2 separate regions of the Gasterosteus aculeatus genome follow, and region 2 is linked to region 1. The links are chromatin contacts, called in public Hi-C maps. All regions are on one chromosome and are shown on one strand. The core of a region is the stretch at or near the end of the contact, and the rest is flanking DNA. Distances in the headings are between cores, read along the strand shown. Region 1 overlaps macrod2 (mono-ADP ribosylhydrolase 2). Region 2 overlaps macrod2 (mono-ADP ribosylhydrolase 2).

Evidence for each region. Hi-C and Micro-C count contacts between places; a contact is called where the count stands out from the background.
Region 2: a contact with region 1 is called in a Hi-C map of skeletal muscle, with 2.2 times the contacts expected there. The contact joins two enhancer-like sites. A contact is called at or near these places in 2 of 6 Hi-C or Micro-C datasets (both in skeletal muscle).

What each region holds. Positions count from the first base shown.
Region 1 is chr6:8,267,530-8,271,509 of fGasAcu3.hap1.1, forward strand. All of the region lies in intron 6 of macrod2 (mono-ADP ribosylhydrolase 2), which reads left to right. Among protein-coding and RNA genes, the nearest start is that of LOC144409524, 130 kb to the left of the region's middle. Within about 2 kb of position 1,977, at least 1 of the 9 cell types and tissues checked has open chromatin away from gene starts, as enhancers often do.
Region 2 is chr6:8,335,903-8,340,288 of fGasAcu3.hap1.1, forward strand. All of the region lies in intron 9 of macrod2 (mono-ADP ribosylhydrolase 2), which reads left to right. Among protein-coding and RNA genes, the nearest start is that of kif16bb, 63 kb to the right of the region's middle. Within about 2 kb of position 2,974, at least 1 of the 9 cell types and tissues checked has open chromatin away from gene starts, as enhancers often do.

The DNA of each region.
Region 1 (3,980 bases), core at 727-3,226:
AGTGACCTTGATATCGTAAATGTCAGACTCTCCGTGTATAAATTATGCCGCAACTTTAAGGACCATAGAACAGATTAAAATTGAAATCAGTTATTGTTGGACTGATATCCTATCCTTCTCATTTCACATACATCTGAATCTAGACAACCCAAAGGTTTATTCACCATGTCATAATGACATGAGTTTGCTGGGGAAAACACAGGGGTGAGTCACTTTTAATGGTTTGATTAAACAAAAACGGATTAGGCGTGTATATGATGCCTTTTAGATGCTTTGAGTAGAATACCAAAAGAAAATATTATAAAAGATTTGCTCCTGCCATTCGTTTGACTGGCATTGGATTTTTATTTCATCTGAACTCACACAGCGGAGCACTTGGCAATTAAAAGAACAACCGTGCTACAGGATTTCCCATTCAGCGCTGCAGTGAAGATATTCCATTATGAAACTGGATTTATTAAGTTATTGAAGATAAGCATACACATTGCTTTTGCTTAATCACGGCTTCTGACGTGCTGAACCCATTTCTGCAGAGTCCTTGTCTCCTCAGGAAGAAGGAGTCATGAGCGATGCGTATGTGTTTGTGTGCATTGAGCTCCGTCAGGCATAATGACCCACATGATGGTCTCTTTTCAAAGCATGATTATAATCTGTTGATACTAATCAGGCTCCTTACTATTGATCAAGAGAAAAGAAACCAATCAAGTGTTTTCTTTTGTTTTTATTTTATTTTTTCGAAAACATTGTGACTTTTGGATTATGTTATTTAATGCAAACAAATATAAATACTCATCCCTACGAAGTGATGCAGTACACTTAAATTTGCTCAAAAAACATGTGATGTATTGGGTGCAAAGAAAATTGGATTCCCAGTTTTAGTAACTAATTAATGCTTTATCAATATTCATGATGAACTCCACATTTAGAAAGTTGTAATTAGCTGTATTATCCTCTGGCCATTCAGGGGTGGGGGAAGAGGGGGGGCATCCCGTAGATCGGATCAAAGCGCAGCAACAACTCTACAGTTAATCCATTGCAGAGGAACGCCGCACACAACAGGACCACTTGAAAGCAGCCTTTCGTCTGCCCAGGAGACAGAACGAGATGGATGGACGGTTTGATAATTCACCTGAGCCACCTGGTGATTCCCTCAGTCACCTTCCTGTTTCCTCTCAGCCAGCTGCTCCCCGTACACCCAATCAATCTGCAGTGCCCATGCTCCTGCAATTCAGCGTGACCTTGAGTGGCGTGTCCCCACTCTTTCATTTGGGGTGTCGGTGGGTTTTGGGTCCCTTCTCATTCCTCCTCATTTAGAAATGCACCTGTGCTCAGACCAAGATAGCAGCACATCGCAATGCGGCTCGGGGATTTGACTACATTAGATCCCCTTACACAGAAAGAAGCAGACTACATTTCAATCTTCTTTTTGTAACTTTTGCCCATGCTTGCCTATGTTATAGTGCTTCTACTATTTGTCCTGTGGTCGTCCTAATTGTCTTTTGATATGTGGATAAGTAAAGATTAAAAAGACTGCACCCACATCTCTGGAAAATATCCACAGTGTTTTTAGTGCGATGGCATGTTTAATAAGAAAATGATTGTGTTCAAGTAAGAATAAACGTTCACATTTTTAATAACTATTATTATTTTGCAGCTCGGTGAGCAATTATACAGCTACCTCACGGAGGATGTACTACTTTCATCTAGTACCTGAAGTCTCTCGGAGGCTGTTTTGTTTTGTTCTTTCGGAGGGTTGAAGTCTGGAGGAGGTGGGTGATTTGTTGTTCTGCTTGGCTGGCCATAGACATGTATTGTCTGGGCCAGGATCGGGTGGCAGAGTGGCTCCCTTCATGGCCCCGGTGTGACAGAGCTGTCTCTACATGAAGGTGACCCTCTTTCTCTTTCCGGACCTTCCACCCCTCCCAGCCTTGCCTGGCAGGTACTGTGGGCGACATGGTCTATTAAGCACCTTAAGGATGACCATAGCCTCAAGAACTGGAACAATATACCCTTACTTCTTCATGCCCCTGTGCATGTGTGTGCATATCTGAGTAAAAGTTTCCTGTGTACTGTCATTGCACTTGTACTCAGCTGGGGATATTTTGATAAGGCCTGTATGCTTGGTCAAATAAATCTCCTGCGGGATATAAAGGTGGATATTTTGAAAAGGCAATTCTTCAGAAGGCTTTTAGACTTAATAAATCCACTACTGCTTTACCGTCTCAAACTCCATATCCTGCACCGTAGTGTGAAAGTGAAAGGACTACTTGAAGATGGCAACAACCTTTGGGGAGCACTTTCACATCTGTTGATCCTCAATATCCCCGTACCTGCCACAACGTTTCCTACGTGACAAGGCAGGTGTGTTGTGCGCTCTCCCCTTGAGGATGCCAAGAAGAGACTGTGCGATTCAGATGGCAGCAGCTGGACTTTGTGTGGGTACATTCTCAGATGAGAGAACATGCAGTGACAAGGGAAGAGATCTGGCATCCTCGCAGCAGTTCATCTCATCACCTCCGTGCAGTGTTTGCATCCGGTGCCCAGCGGGAGCCTGTGACCTCTCGTTTCTCAAACGACGTGGATTATGAGCAGGACAACAATGCCTCCGCGGGGATGTTGTAAGGCTAGAAATGTTAACTGCATACACGACCAGTGAAATTCAATGTCTTCTGATAAGCAATTCAACCCAACAATAGAGATGAATTCATTTGTGAATGTATTTATTCATTTGTACTTTAAACTAAACCAGCATTTATTTGATATGAGTTCTGGCTTGGTTATTAAACTATTTCAGGAATGCGGGAGTGACTTGTTAATGTAGAAATAGTTAGTTAAATTAGATTTTAATCATGCTAACTTATTTTTTTATTCTCTATGTACCTCAAATTTTGCTTGATTTGAAGTAAAAGCTGGAAAATACCTTGTAGAAAATAAAGTATGTAAAAGTCAATAAGTCAATAAAAACTAAGTTAACAACTATACCATAATCTAAATAGGATCAAAACACTTGAGTTGACATAAATGGGTGGCTGGATAGTGTTATGATCGTGTATGAAGAAGTACATTTAGTAAAGGAATAACCACTTTTTCTTATGTTCATAACTTCAAAGTATAGCTCGAGCAGTAAGCCACTGACTGTCACAGACAAAAAAGCACTCAAACAGCCATTTTTTCCCTAGTATTTGTTCTTCTGACATTCCTTGTCACCTTACGTAAGACATTTCTGCATTAATGGATTCACTTTTAGTATGTATTAATTGTAAAACCGAGATGCAAGCTCATATTGTTCCAGAACAGCACGACTAAAAGCTCATCAAAGAAAGGTGCACAAACCTGAAATGTGCTTTCGCATTGTCCCCTTTCAAAGGCCTTTTCATATGGAGACAAAGAGATACAAGGCTCTTCGTTTTTGCCGTAGGTGTGAATATCATTAGACCCACTGTGAGTGCAGTAAATGCGAGGAAGGAGCAGCAGCCTTTGCCCATGAGACAATGAAACACATATGGAAATGAGCCGACAGAATGACTAATAGCTTCCCGTTTGAACCATGCGCCCATCTCCGCAAAATGCATGTTCTCTTTAAGTGAGCCATTATATGCTTATCAATGAGCCTGCTTCTCCTCTGATCTCTCTTTAGAGTTGAGCATTTTGCACCCAAAAAAAGAAGCCCCTTAGAGAAAGCGCTGGTTTGCATGTTCTCTGCTGGGATGCCCAACATAAGGATGAGAGAAATACAAAAGAATCTGTCAGTCCCTGTGTTCCTCCTACCCCGAATCCTTCTTCCCTTGAGTGTGCCTGCCTCCCCATCATCAGAGCTCGGATCAAAGTGTGTGAGAATGGCCCTCGGGTCTGCACGGAGGGAGAGCTTACCTGCTCCAAGCTTAGTATGGGCATGGACCAAAGCTGAACATTTTCATTGAACACCAATTCTGTGCCTAAATGGAGCTGTACATTGCATCAAAAGTCTTACTTTGTTTGGC
Region 2 (4,386 bases), core at 1,724-4,223, 69 kb after region 1:
CATCCTATCATCCTCCCTGCTAGAGACAGACACTCAGGTAGATCTTACAACCGGGCGGAATGCATCTCACAGAGGCCCTAGACCATTGTGTCTCCTGCTCTCGCTTTTAATAATCCTCTGTCGCGTCGACGCCCCCCCACATTCTATTCCTCGCTCGCTCGCTCTCTCTCTGCCTCTCTCCCTCACTTATTCTCACTTACACCATTGCCACTTGCCCATTACCTTATCCCTCCACTTTCTATCATTTTTTTTATCAAGAGGGAGCTTCTCCACGACCGCCTCAATCAGCAAGTTGCTGTTGAGGCTGTTGTGAACAGTGGCAGATGTTTTTTTCTGTAATTTGCATGCGTGCTCGTGTGCAACTCAGGATCCTCCCTGAGACATCAGTTTCAAGTGCGTCTACGGCTGAATGTTGGCGCAATGGAATTTTTTATTGAAGTCTTAGTGCTCTCATTTTTCATTGTATGGCTGCTCTCCTCATATTCAAGCAATCTGTCAAGTGACAATGATTGGAGCAGGAACGTGTAAGCAGGACATTTGCATACAGGAAATTGGAAATATTACAATGTGCATTCCCACACGCTCTCACTATGAGAGAGCCAAAATATTGTTACATCGGCAGAAGGAGGAAACTGAAAAATGGGCTGTGCTGACAAGAATTCTCAACCACTCTTGCACACAAGAACGTCAGCCACAAAAGAACGATACATATAAAACAGGACTTGCACCTAGTCAAGTGTTGCATATTTGAACAAGGACATCACAGAGTAAAACATTTAAACAAATGACTCTTGATTTTCTTTGTTCAAACTGAGTCACCCGGAGAGCAGCTGTTTGATGAGTAATGATGGTTCTCACGGAGACAAAAGTCTTTTTAATGAATTCCAGCTCAAGGAGTACTTGAGTTGTTTAGAGTTAAAGCCTCTTAAACAGAAAAACTGAAATATGCAAATACACAAATAGGCTAACACACACACGGCAACTGCATGTAAAGCTCTTGCCTCTGTGGTGCTATTCACCTTTCATTACCCAACTCGCCTACTGAGCTCGTAACCAGTGATATAATGACCTATTTATTACTTTGAAAAGCTATAAACTTAACACATCTCACAGGTGCCATGACAGTCTCGCTAGCTGTGAAAGAGGACCATCAGCGTTTGCATAATTTGAATTAATACGTGCACCTAGAAACTGCAGCCACACAATCTGTAGGAATTACCATGGTTGTGTATTTAGAAAAAATATAACCATTATTCGACAGAGCCTAATCAATGCAATTAATCATACGACATGATTCTATTAGGTATTCAGATTGGTTCATAGATTGTGATTTACCACATGCTTGCCTTGGCACGTATTATTTGCGAGCATCGAAGCAGTCAGGCAGCTGTGGTTGCAGAGAGTAAAAGCATGTTGAAATTGATTCTGGGTACAATCCCTCACTAATATGATCCGGGTGGCTGCCCACAAGCTGGGCTCCATCTCTTCTTCTTCTCAATCAGCCACAGTGCTGACAACATTAACACAGCCCACAGATCAGGAAGGAGCTGCTGCCTTCTCCCCCAAATGTTTCACTGACGCTTCAATTGACATTTGTTTACATGGCTCTTAATAAACTCCATACTTCCAATCCCACTCCGAGACATAAACCCCCAAATGGCCGTAATGGTAGCACCTCCCTCCCGCCCCACCCCATCGCTCCGGATGGAGTGAAGCTGATATGCACATGTTTTTATCACACGCATGTGATGTGTGGAAAGAAGAGATGAAGAGCTCCAGGATCCCTGTGAGGGGTGAAAATTAAAGCTGTGTTTCAGGAGGCCTTCCCTCTTGGCAGGAAACAAAACATGGTGCGTTAGCAACGTGATTGTCAAAGCAGCACAGGGGCTCAGAGTGTCGGTTCAGCTCTTTGAATTGAGGATTCACTTTTCCTCATCCTAGTTGAAAACGATCACATGTTTTTGCTTGAATAAATATCCTGCAAGGTTCATATCAATGTGGTGAGTATTGGCCAGACAGCATATTTCATACGGGTTTAGAACTTAACCCTACAAACATGTGAGTGAAAAATATAACTTACAGGAATAGCTCGTTCCCTTTGAGGACTGATGGCACACATAGACTGTTTTTAGGGGAAAAGCTAGTATAAAATAAAATAAAAAAATGTAAACGTATCAGCTAAAGCTAAATTACACGATTTAAGATGTGCGCTGTTTAATCTTTACATAAACTGTGCAGTGACTTCCTGAAATGTTGTCATTGTCCTGAAGTTGCCAGGCAACCAGAGGACAAGCCGGGCCATACAACATGTTAATTAGTTAGCGGTTCAGCTGATATTCCTCCTCTCATTTAACCCTCGATAGGAAAGCCAGTGAGCATATTTACCAAAACGTCAAAGAATTGCACAGCTGATCGTCCCCTTAATTATACAATAGCTTTGGTGGATCCAAAGATCAGGCAGGGCACCTCGTAGGAATCCCATGTGGGACCACCGTTATAGAAAGAAATAATGCTTCCATATATTGTTTTTCTTGACCAAGTCACATTCATTTCTCGGGCTGACAGCAGTGTTGAGCAGTGGTAATAATGTTATACAATGTGGCAGAAGCTATAACACTCCGTTTCCCTCCTTGCACTATTGTTATATTGTTAAATCAGCGGGCCGTCCTTTGTTTCCCCAAGCAGGGTTAGATTAATGCACTGTACCCTTTTATTCAGTGTTATACAAAGGAAAAGTCTGTCGCTGGATCCACTGGGAGCTCTGATGCTTCCACTTCCACAGAGCAGATGACAACAACCTTTCATCACAGCTAATGCTTGCTTTTGCTTGTTAACCACAGTGCAATCATTGCTTAGACTCAAACACACTCACTCGTGCATATTAAAATACAAACACACGCGTGCTATATATATAGAAGGTGGCCCGACTCAAAGGAGTGTTGAGGCATGTTGAGATCTGTGTGAGGTTGTGGGATGTGCCAGGATCCGTGAGCAGGCATCCACAGCTCCCCCCTCTCTCTTCCCGGGTCTCATCTCCGACTGTGAAACCCAACTCATCCCCCAGGAAACACCCTTAGTTCACTCTGTCTGCCGCACACAATAGGCGTGTGAAGAAAAGGAGAGTAAATCAAAAGTGGATTTTTACATTTTTATTTTAGGGTCTGCCCTGACCTGCTGTCAATTGGAAAACGGGAGTATTTTCGTATTAGTTATGCTGAGCCTAGTCCAGGTTTATTGGAAAAGGAATGTCTCATGAATGGACCCCCCCCCACCCCCCCCTCCCGCCAAACACACAGCCACATACACAGTTGGTGTAGAACTCTAGATCCGAGGCCGTGTGAATACACGAATATTATAATCAGGGCGACAAGTAGTGATGACTCGCTGTGTCTTACATCATAAAATAGCCTGGTTTGACATGCTGTGTTCTTCCCCCTCCACCACACAATGACATGGAGGTTACAGGGAAGCAGCTGAAGGGAAGTGAGTGACAGAATATTTCATGGTTGCCTTTTCACCTGAACACCTCCATTAAAGCGCACAGAGGCTGAGTGAGTGGCGTAGCCTCAACTGGTGACAGCGATTTGCTGGGTTTTATGCAGCAGATAAAATTGAATGTTTATTCCATTTGGTGACAAGTTGAAACCTGAGCCTGACACGTTGCAGTTAAAAATACTTCCATGTCAGGTGCATTACATTACTAGAGCTTATATCCACAGCTAATTCCCACACCCACACAAACAACATTCTGTTCATCCGGCTTACGGGCACAATGCCTTCAGACCACCTTGAGCGAGCGACAAAAAAAACAGCAGAGCGACAACAACGCGGCGCAGCGTGCGGCAGGCGATGCACAAACACAACTGTCAGCGCATAATGCTCTTATCACCGCGCCATCTTGGCACACGGCCTGAGACTCCCAGATACTGCTTATCGGGATAAACTATTGACAATCGGCCGTGCAATGATGTCCTGAATAAGAGATGGCTTGAACAGAAAGTGAAAGGATGCATATTGTTTCGCAGAAATACAACAGATCCAATTGAGTTACTCAGTTACTTATTTTTCTCATTTTTTATTAAATATTAGAAATAAACTGCTTCCCCATGCAGGTACAGCAGGTCTGAGGGCTAGTTGTCTTCCATGAGTATGGGGGGACTCATTGTGTCATCATGCCAGCCCTGCCCCAGTCTAGTTTGGACCTGTTTGATGGGCCTCTGTGACTGTGCCAAGAACCGGCCTTTCATTGTGCTCCATCAGCCCGGGCTTGAATCGGTGCTGGCTGGAGCCTATTCAAAGGTTCGAATAACTGCCGTTCTCACAGGGAATGGTGCTTTTGTCTCACTCTGCGTTCTGGAGTTAGTTTCAAAGCCTCACATTCCTTCT